Linked DNA regions of Xenopus laevis: region 2 is linked to region 1. The links are chromatin contacts, called in public Hi-C maps. All regions are on one chromosome and are shown on one strand. The core of a region is the stretch at or near the end of the contact, and the rest is flanking DNA. Distances in the headings are between cores, read along the strand shown. Region 1 has its middle 4.2 kb from the start of vegfa.L. Region 2 has its middle 11 kb from the start of LOC121393618.

The links. Hi-C and Micro-C count contacts between places; a contact is called where the count stands out from the background.
Region 2: a Hi-C map of the XL177 cell line shows a contact between it and region 1, with 3 times the contacts expected there. The contact joins two enhancer-like sites. A contact is called at or near these places in 2 of 4 Hi-C or Micro-C datasets (the XL177 cell line and the XTC cell line).

What each region holds. Positions count from the first base shown.
Region 1 is chr5L:24,449,091-24,453,691 of Xenopus_laevis_v10.1, forward strand. No RefSeq gene overlaps it. Among protein-coding and RNA genes, the nearest start is that of vegfa.L, 4.2 kb to the left of the region's middle. Within about 2 kb of position 1,876, at least 1 of the 7 cell types and tissues checked has an H3K27ac peak or open chromatin away from gene starts, as enhancers often do.
Region 2 is chr5L:24,563,307-24,567,907 of Xenopus_laevis_v10.1, forward strand. No RefSeq gene overlaps it. Among protein-coding and RNA genes, the nearest start is that of LOC121393618, 11 kb to the left of the region's middle. Within about 2 kb of position 2,270, at least 1 of the 7 cell types and tissues checked has an H3K27ac peak or open chromatin away from gene starts, as enhancers often do.

The sequences.
Region 1 (4,601 bases), core at 626-3,125:
GGGAGTGTGACTGTGGGATAGCAGGTATAGTAGGGAGAGATGGTGTCTATAGTAACAGTGGGATAATAGTCTCTGGGAAGGGAGTGTGACTGTGGGATAGCAGGTATAGTAGGGAGAGATGGTGTCTATAGTAACAGTGGATAATAGTCTCTGGGAAGGGAGTGTGACTGTGGGATAGCAGGTATAGTATGGAGAGATGGTGTCTATAGTAACAGTGGGATAATAGTCTCTGGGAAGGGACTGTGACTCTGGGATAGCAGGTATAGTAGGGAAAGATTGTGCCTATAGTAACAGTGGGATAATATTGCAAAGAAACTATGGCTGTGGGAAAGAAGGTATAGTAGAGAGGGATTTTGCCTATACCAAGATAATGTAACTGCCTTCAGCCTAGAGAAATACTTATTGTTTAATGGGCACATTACTTACAGACAGATCCCATCCACATTTTAAGACCACTTAGGACTATTTCTTTGTTTCACTCTCACTAACTTTGTATAAACAATCTGAGCAAAAAAGTAGATTTTGCCCACCCATGAGGCCTGCCTTCTTTCCTTCATAGGGTGGTTAGAGGTAGAAACAACAGCAGTGCTGCTATATCTATACATCTCCTATCTGAATGTGCTCCCTCTTTACACTGCACATAACAGCGGCTGCCATGTGCTTTGGGTGCCTCTTGTCTTCTCCTTTGTGCCATTGTGAATATGTTGAGGTGTTGAGCCTTAATGGTGGTGGGAATAAGAAGCCTTTATTTGCCCTATGGTAACTGCACATAATGGTGAGTGTGGAATGCTAGCTGAGCCTGGCTGAGGAAATGAGATGTAATCACCTGGAACACTAGAGATTAGGCAAGAATGGGCAAAGGGCCACACTGCTCTTCTCATGAAAGGAAAGACTCCTGATGAGCTGGTTATCAGCATGCGATTACATGGAGACAAATAACTGCCATTGTTCAAACGCATTCCCCATCCTCTCATACCCCCTCACATTTCCCTTTGCTGCTGCACACTGGCAACACCTTCTGTTTGCTTAGCCTCTCCATTGTTCCTTTTAAAGGGGACATGTAGGGTTTTTTGACAATCCCGCTCATCATGTAGGCTGCATTTACTGAGCTTTAGGGATCCTTTAAAAATTAAACCTTTAAAAATTAACCCTTTATTGGAGTTTCCCATAGATCTTCTCTGGTCCATGAGTTACAAATGGGTGGTGGGCGTGTCCTACGAGTCTTTGTGGGTAGACAATCACAGCTCTGACTTTACATAGTAAACAATGAACTGCAGTCCTGTTAGGTCTGCCTAGCTGTTAATTGGCTGCCACTTGTTCTCTTGCAAAGCCTTGAAAAGCAGCTCATAATGTTACATTTCTTCTATAATTGTTCTTGATCCGATATATCCCTTCTTGTTTACACCCTCCATTTCTACAGGTAACCCCCTCCTTGAACTCCATAAAACTTACACTATATTGCCTTCTACTGGCCAATATAACCCTCCCAGTAACTACTCCTATTGCTCTAGATAAGTCTAGCCTATGTATAACCAAATCCTATAAAGCATCCCCTATAGCGTAGCCTGAACTGATCGTGCTGTGAATACACTGTACATTTCTTATTGTTTCCCATGCAGAAAAAGCTGTTGTAAAAGTGAAATATACACGTTACTTACACAAAGGGAGGATCAAATTCTGATAAATAACCATCTCAATACCTGACATCCCAAAGACATACTGAGATACATTTAACCTATACAGTGCGCCACAGCTGAAACACCAGGGAAAAGCATGAAGAAAGTGGCCCCAGGGAGCAGAGGGACAGAAAAGCAAGCAGTCTCCTGGTGCATAAAACAGTGTATAATGTATGGAAGAAGGTCAGGCTTTAAAGCATGTGGAGTATTTTAGAGCGCCAAGAAGGGAAATTGTGCTCACTATGCAATTAATAGCTCTGGGACGGCACCTGCTGGCCGCTGGACTCAGCAAGTGTATTTATTGGGTCCCAACAATGTAACTTTCTTGGCATGTTATTTCATGGTTTATAAAGCTCATACATAAATATAGGAAAAAGCCAAGTGTGCATTTTTTTGTAAGCATTAAAGAAGAACTGAAGGTATAATCACTAGGGTGATAAAATCCAGATCAGCAAAATCCGATGGCACACAGGACTACAGGAATTCTTCCAAATTTTTTATTATAAAACGGATTGCAAATGCAACGTTTCGGGGAATAAAAATCCACTTTGTCAAGTGTTTTTATTCCCCGAAATGTTGCATTTGCAATCCGTTTTATAATAAAAAATTTGGAAGAATTCCTGTAGTCCTGTGTGCCATCGGATTTTGCTGATTTGTATCCTGTTGTGAGGTGGCCGAGCCTCTACCCTTGTGCACCAGGCGTCTCTTATCTTCTACAGGGTGTGCGTGGTCCTGCACTGCTTTGAACCGTGATAAAATCCAGGACACTGAGAAAAAAACTGAAAAGAAAATTTTTTATAGTAATCTCCAGAAAGCTGCTAGACACCTCAGCCCTAGCAATTGCTCTGACTCCATGTACCTACCACATCTGCATTCTGTGATATCCTGCCTTACAGGCTAAATTCACATAATCTTTTATTTTTTTTAGCAGGGTGCCATCAGTAATCTTGGGGTCCCATACTACTAATTGTGGCTCACTGGAGGTTAGCACCCCCTCACTGTGCCACAGAATAATGATGTAATGAAACAATGTCTTGAGCTTAATGCCGCCCTTGATAATTTGTGGGGCACTAACACCTGAGGCAAGATTCTTACCTTGTCTCATGGTAGAAGCACACCTGACCCCAAAAAGAGGAACAGTTTAGAGTCTACCCCTGTATTACTGAACTGCCACACTGAAACCTTAGAGAGAGATAAACAGTTAAGTGTCTGCCTATGGATTGCTGAACTGCCACACTGAAACACCAGAGAGAAGAACAGTTCAGTGTTTGCCCATGGATTACTAAAACTTCAGAATGAAACACAAGAGACAGGAACAGTTCAGAGTCTGCCCCTAGAATATGGAACTGCCATACTGAAACCCCAGAGACAGGAACAGTTTAGAGTCTGCACCTGGATTACTAAACTGTCAGACTGAAACACCAGAGAGAGGAATAGTTCAGAGTATGACTCTGGATTACTGAGCTGTCAGACTGAAACCCCAAAGATAGTAACAGTTCAGAGTTTGTCCTGGATTACTAAACTGCCAAATTGAAACACAAGAGAGAGAGGAACAGTATAGAGTAGTCCCCCCTTGGATTACACAGCTGTCAGTCTGAAACACTAGAGAGAGGAACATTTCTGCACCTGGATTTCTGATCTGTTAGATTGAAACACCAGAGAGAGGAACAGTTTCAATTTTGGATTACTGAGTTGACAGACTGAAACACCAGAAAGAGAAACAGTCTGCACCTGGATTACTGAGCCATCAAACAGAAACACCAAAGACAGGAACAGTTCTGCCCCTGGTTTACAGAGCTGTCAGACTAAAACTCCAGGGAGAGAAATAGTTCATAATCTGGATTATTTATTTGGCAGACTGAAATGCCAGAAAAATAAACAGTCCAGAGTCTGCCCCTGGATTACTAAATTATCAGACTGAAACACCTAAAACAGCAACAGTTTTGTGCAGAAACCTAACTGGAGGGGAGCCCCCTCCATACCAGATTATCTGCGCCGAAATCGGCCGATGCGGCCGGAAATCGCCAGTGCTCGAGCTGCCGGGGGCCCTGAGGGGGGTGCACCCCCTGCTCCCCCGGTAGTTCCGCCACTGGTTTTGCCCCTGGATTACAGATCTTCCAGACTGAAACACAGTTCTGCTCCTAGATTACTGAGCTATCAGACTGAAACATCAGAGAGAGGAAAAGTTCAGAATCTGAATTACTGAGTTGGCAGACTGAAAAACCAGATAGAGGAACAGTTCTGTCCCTGGATTACTGAGCTATCAGACTGAAACCCTAGAGTGAGGGACAGTTCAGTCTGCCCTTGAATTACTGAGCCTTACACTGAAACACCAAATACAGGAACAGTTCAGAATCTGGATTATGAAGCTGTAAAACTGAAACACCAGAAAGAGGAACAGTTCAGAATCTGGATTATGAAGCTGGAAGACTGAAACACCAGAGAGATGGAGGATCAGTTCAGTGTCTGTCCCATGATTAGACCTGCCAGATTTAAAAACCAGAGAGAGGCACAGTTATGGACCTGGATTACTGAGCGGTCAGACTGAAACACGAGAGAGAGGAACTGTTCAGAAACTGGACTATTGATCTGGCAGACTGAAACACCAGAGAGAGAGGAACAGTTCACAGCCTGTCCCTGGATTATTGAGCTGTCAGGGTGAAACATCAAAGAGAGATTAACAGTTTAGAGTCTGGATTACTGAGTTACCAGATTGAAACCCCATTGAGAAATAGCTCAGAGTCTGCCCCTGGATTAGACCTGCCAGACTGAAAAAACAGAGAAAGGAACATTCAACTTTCAGTTTCAATAAAAAAAAGAAAACAGTCACAAATAAAAGGTAAAAAGCAGTTTAAAAATCTGGAGCAGGGAATGTGCATTGAGCCCATTTTTTTGTATGGTTGTAGTTAATTTGGCCAAATTAGT
Region 2 (4,601 bases), core at 1,020-3,519, 110 kb after region 1:
CTTAGTATGGGATGGGGCAGTGTATTTAATGGTACTCATGTGACTCTACTTCCATTGCATGGAGGAGTGTATTGCTGGTACTTGTGTGACTGTCTCTGCTTTATTTGCACGGGGAGTGGGGTGTATTCTAATACCTTTGCATGGGGTAGTGTATTTCCTTGCACTTAAATGTCTCAACTTCCTTTGCATGGGAGACTTTATTTCTTGGTACTTGTGTACTGTCTCTGCTTCCTTTGCATAGGGGAGTGTATTTTGTGGTGATCATGTGGTTGTCTCAGCTTCCTCTGTACGTAAAAGTGTATTTCCAGGTATTCATATGGGACGGTCTTTACTTCCGTTGCATGGGGGAATGTATTTCCTGGTACTCATGTGTCTCTCTAATTTCGCATGGGGTAGTTTATTTTCTGGTACTTTTGTAACTGTCTCTACTTCCTTTTCATGGATTCTCTACTTTGTCTCTACTTCCTTTGCTTGGGATGGGGGAGTGTATTTCCTGGTACTCGTGTGACGCACTACTTTTTCTGCATGGGGGAGTTTATTTTCTTTGCATGGGGCAGTGTATTTCCAGTGTCTTGACTTCCTCTGCATGGAAGATTTAAATCCAAGTACTCGTGTGACTTGTCTCTCCTTCCTTTGCACAGGGGAATGCATTTTGTGGTGGTCATGTCTAACTCCGACACCTTGTGTATTACTCCCTTCCCTTTAGACTGTATGTCTATGCATAGGGCCTTCCTCACCTTTTTGTACCTGTATTATTTGTGATGTTTGTTTCTCCATATATATGTAATTCATGTGATGTAGTTGTATAATCACATTTACTTTACAGTGCTACGCAATATGATGGCGCTATATAAATACATGTTAATAATAATAAATACTTCTTTGGAGGAGTTGTCCTAGAGGTTAAGTGATCAGCCTTTGATGTCATACTAAAGACCCTGGTTCAAATCCTTGTGGCAACTCATTGTAACCAGTATCCTGGCTACTTAGTGTGTCTATAATGGCTGCCTTGATTGCTGCAAAGTGCTTTGAGTCCTATGGGAGAAAAATAAATATTTCCTTTTCTCTTTCCCAGCACCACCTTTATTCCTTACTGAGCATGCTCCCAGACCTGAAGCTTTGCTAGCAATAAATGTATATAGTGGTAGCAGCCGCTCTGAAACAGACATAATTAAAGTAGTAAAGAAACACAAGAAACAATTAAGGTCTGATTGGTTGCTACAGGCAACTGCATGGGTGCAATTTAACACATATTTAGTAAATTAGACTCATAATCCATGGCAAAGTATTTGACTAATCTTTCATTGAGTGTATAAAAAGGCAAGTTCAACCTCATTACTGAATGTGCTTTAGATGTTGTTATGAGTAGGGAGTGCTAATGGGGGGTTTGTTATTATAGCCCAGTTGCCAGTTATTGGTGAGTGAATGGGAGGCAGTATTTGTTGTGTTAATAGTTAGAGCTGACACTGCAGTTAATGAGGGTCACTAAGGAGCCCCTGGGCGCTATACAGCAGCACAGATCACATGGGCTATGACGCAAGGAAAAAGACGCTTTGTTAGTATCTGCCTCCCCCTGGACTTCTTATTGGCCCTAGCGCCCACGTCAGCAGCTGGAAATTCTATCCCAGGTTCCTCCAGTCCGATGAAATATTTTTCCCAAAGCAAAAATCTGTTTGTCATGTCAATGATGTAACAGAAGCCAGAACTCTGGATAGAAACCATGTGGAATTTTATCACTTTATTTTGCAAAATCCAATGGTAACACAACAGTGACAAATCCTTCTATGGAAGTAGAATAACAAAAAGGCAATTCCAAAGTCCCATAGAACTCGATCCACAGTCTAAATAAAACTTAAAAGCAAATAATGGCCAGGGTAAACTGAAGTGCAGGAGTCGTTTCCTCTTTCTCTCTCTCTCTCTCTCTCTCTCTCTCTCTCTCTCTCTCTCTCTTTCTCTCTCTCTCTCTCTCTCTCTCTCTTTCTCTCTCTTTCTCTCTCTTCACAATGTGAAGTCTAGTGAACTCTACTCTCCTTGTGGCTCTTTTCATGTCCCTATTGGCCGCGCCTCCCAGCAAGTCCCTATTGCTATCATGCAGGTGTGGGGGAACTTATTGGAGCCTGGGTGCCTGGCAGGATTGGACTGGTCTGGTGGGACACCAGGAAAAAAACTGGTGGGCCCCAGCTCTCATGGACCCTGGTGGCCCAGACTAGATCAGTGCGCTCCCTGACCTCCTCCCTGCCTAATCGTTAAGAGCAGAGAGAAGATGTACTCGCTGGTACGTGTAGGGGGCGGAGGGGTGTTGTGGCTGTAGAAGGGGCCGTGGTGGTGGTGCGTAGGCCCAAATGATGCAGCCCCAGTGGGCCCCCAGTCCGATGCTGGTGCCTGGAATACCAACCCCTACTGGTTCTATCCCACCGCCACTCCCTGTCTCACCATAGCAGAACAAAAACCAGAGGGTAAAGGGAAGGAACCAAGAGGAGAGATGAAGAACACCAAGTGACAATGACAACTGTTTCCCCTTTAAATCTAATTGTCCTGACTCCTGGGCGATGAGTTAGTGTATGTCTATGTGACTATAATAGCAGCCATTTGGCTCCTTCTAAGTCCTGAGTAATTAATTAATCTCTGTAGGACAGACAGGCATAGCTCAGTATATTTCCCCACCATTTGTGCTGGGAACCTCTTTCTGTGTTTTATTCACAGTACCATTCTCACTAGTTGAATTTAGGTGGTCCAGCCTGAAGGCCAGTTAGGATGAGATTTGGGGTGAGTGCTTATTTGAGCCCTGGATACCCCTGGAACTATAGCAGGGTGACTGTTACCCCAAAGTTTATATCTGTAGCCTTATTATGAGCTAAGGGAGCCCAGCCTGAAGGCCAGTTAGGGGGAGATTTGGGGTGAGTGCTTATTTGTGCCCTGGGTACCCCTGGAACTATAGCAGGGGGACTGTTACCTCAATGTTTCTATATATCTGTAACCTTGTTATGAGCTAAGGGAGCCCAGCCTGAAGGTCAGTTAGGGGGAGATTTGGGGTGATTGCTTAGTTGTGCCTTGGGTACCGCTGGAACTATAGCAGGATGACTGTTACCCCAATGTTTCTATATATCTATAACCTTGTTATGAGCTAAGGGGGCCCAGCCTGAAGGCCAGTTAGGGGGAGATTTGGGGTGAATGCTTATTTGTGCCTTTAATACACCTGGAACTATAACAGGATGACTGTTACCCAATGTTTCTATATATCTGTAACCTTGTTATGAGCTAAGGGGGCTCAGCCTGAAGCTGAAGATCTATTTATTTTATTCACATGTACCACATGTAAATGTGAGTTATATGGGGACTAGCAGACACCCCATCTGAGCATTGTTGGGGGGCTCCTATGCACATTATTTTAGGACATCCCATCTGTACAATGCAAGTGTCCAGTCTCTCAGGAAGGAAATAGAAACATCAGTGGGACCCTCCAGCCCCCACCAACGTCAATGCTCCTTTCTCTTCTTGTTTCTGGGTCAGTTCAGACTCAGACAAATATTTGCTTTAACAATTTGTGCATTTCCCCACAATTCCCTTTCTGTGGCTTTTATGGGGCAGCCCAGCACTGAATATGGGCAAATATGACCTTCGGGTGCCCTTGAGCTGAGTGCTGGGTGTATGAATAGGGGATTGCATTCCCCGGAGAAGAGGCTGATGGCCTATGGAAACGAGCTCAGAGCCCAGCTGGATGGGAATCGCTTCTCTGTAAGGGACAAGGGAACATTATTGCCCAAGCACCGAAAATGCACAAGGGAACCTCAGGGGCAACCATGAAATAGATAAATAGATAGATTAGATAGATAGATAGATAGATAGATAGATAGATAGATAGATAGATAGATAGATAGATAGATAGATAGATAGATAGATAGATAGATGATAGATAGATAGATAGATAGATAGATAGATAGATAGATAGATAGATAGATAGATAGATTAGATAGATAGATAGATAGATAGATAGATAGATAGATAGATAGATAGATAGATAGATAGATAGATAGATAGATAGATAGATAGTGAATGAAATTGAGAATGGATGATGGTGTGTGAATGGCAGAGAGGAAGTATGGTGGGAAAGTGAATGCAATAGAGGAAGTATGATGGGGAAGTGAATGGAATAGAGGAAGGATAATGGGGAAGTGAATGGAATAGAGGAAGGATGATGGGGGAATGAATGGTATAGAGGAAGCATAATGGGGAATGAATGGGATAGAGGAAGGATAATGTCTCTCAATGGTACCGTATTGACTTTTTGCTAAATGGCTCCATCCTTGCACTACATGGTTTCTGTTGACAGGGGAAGATGGGAGTTGTAGTTGACCAAGTACTACAAGTACAAATAAAGTCAGGAGCTCTATTCATAAATTTAGACCCAAAGTTTTGGGGATGTAAATCAGATAAGGAGGTTTATTCCCCTGATCACTGCTATTGCCTGACTAGACTCCCTGGTTGCTTTGCATGAATAACCGTTTGCATACCCCGTACTGTGTACAAACATAGAAATGATCAGTGACTGGTGCAACATAAATCTCTTATGGAGCCAATTTACTGTCAGCACTTGGGGCCAG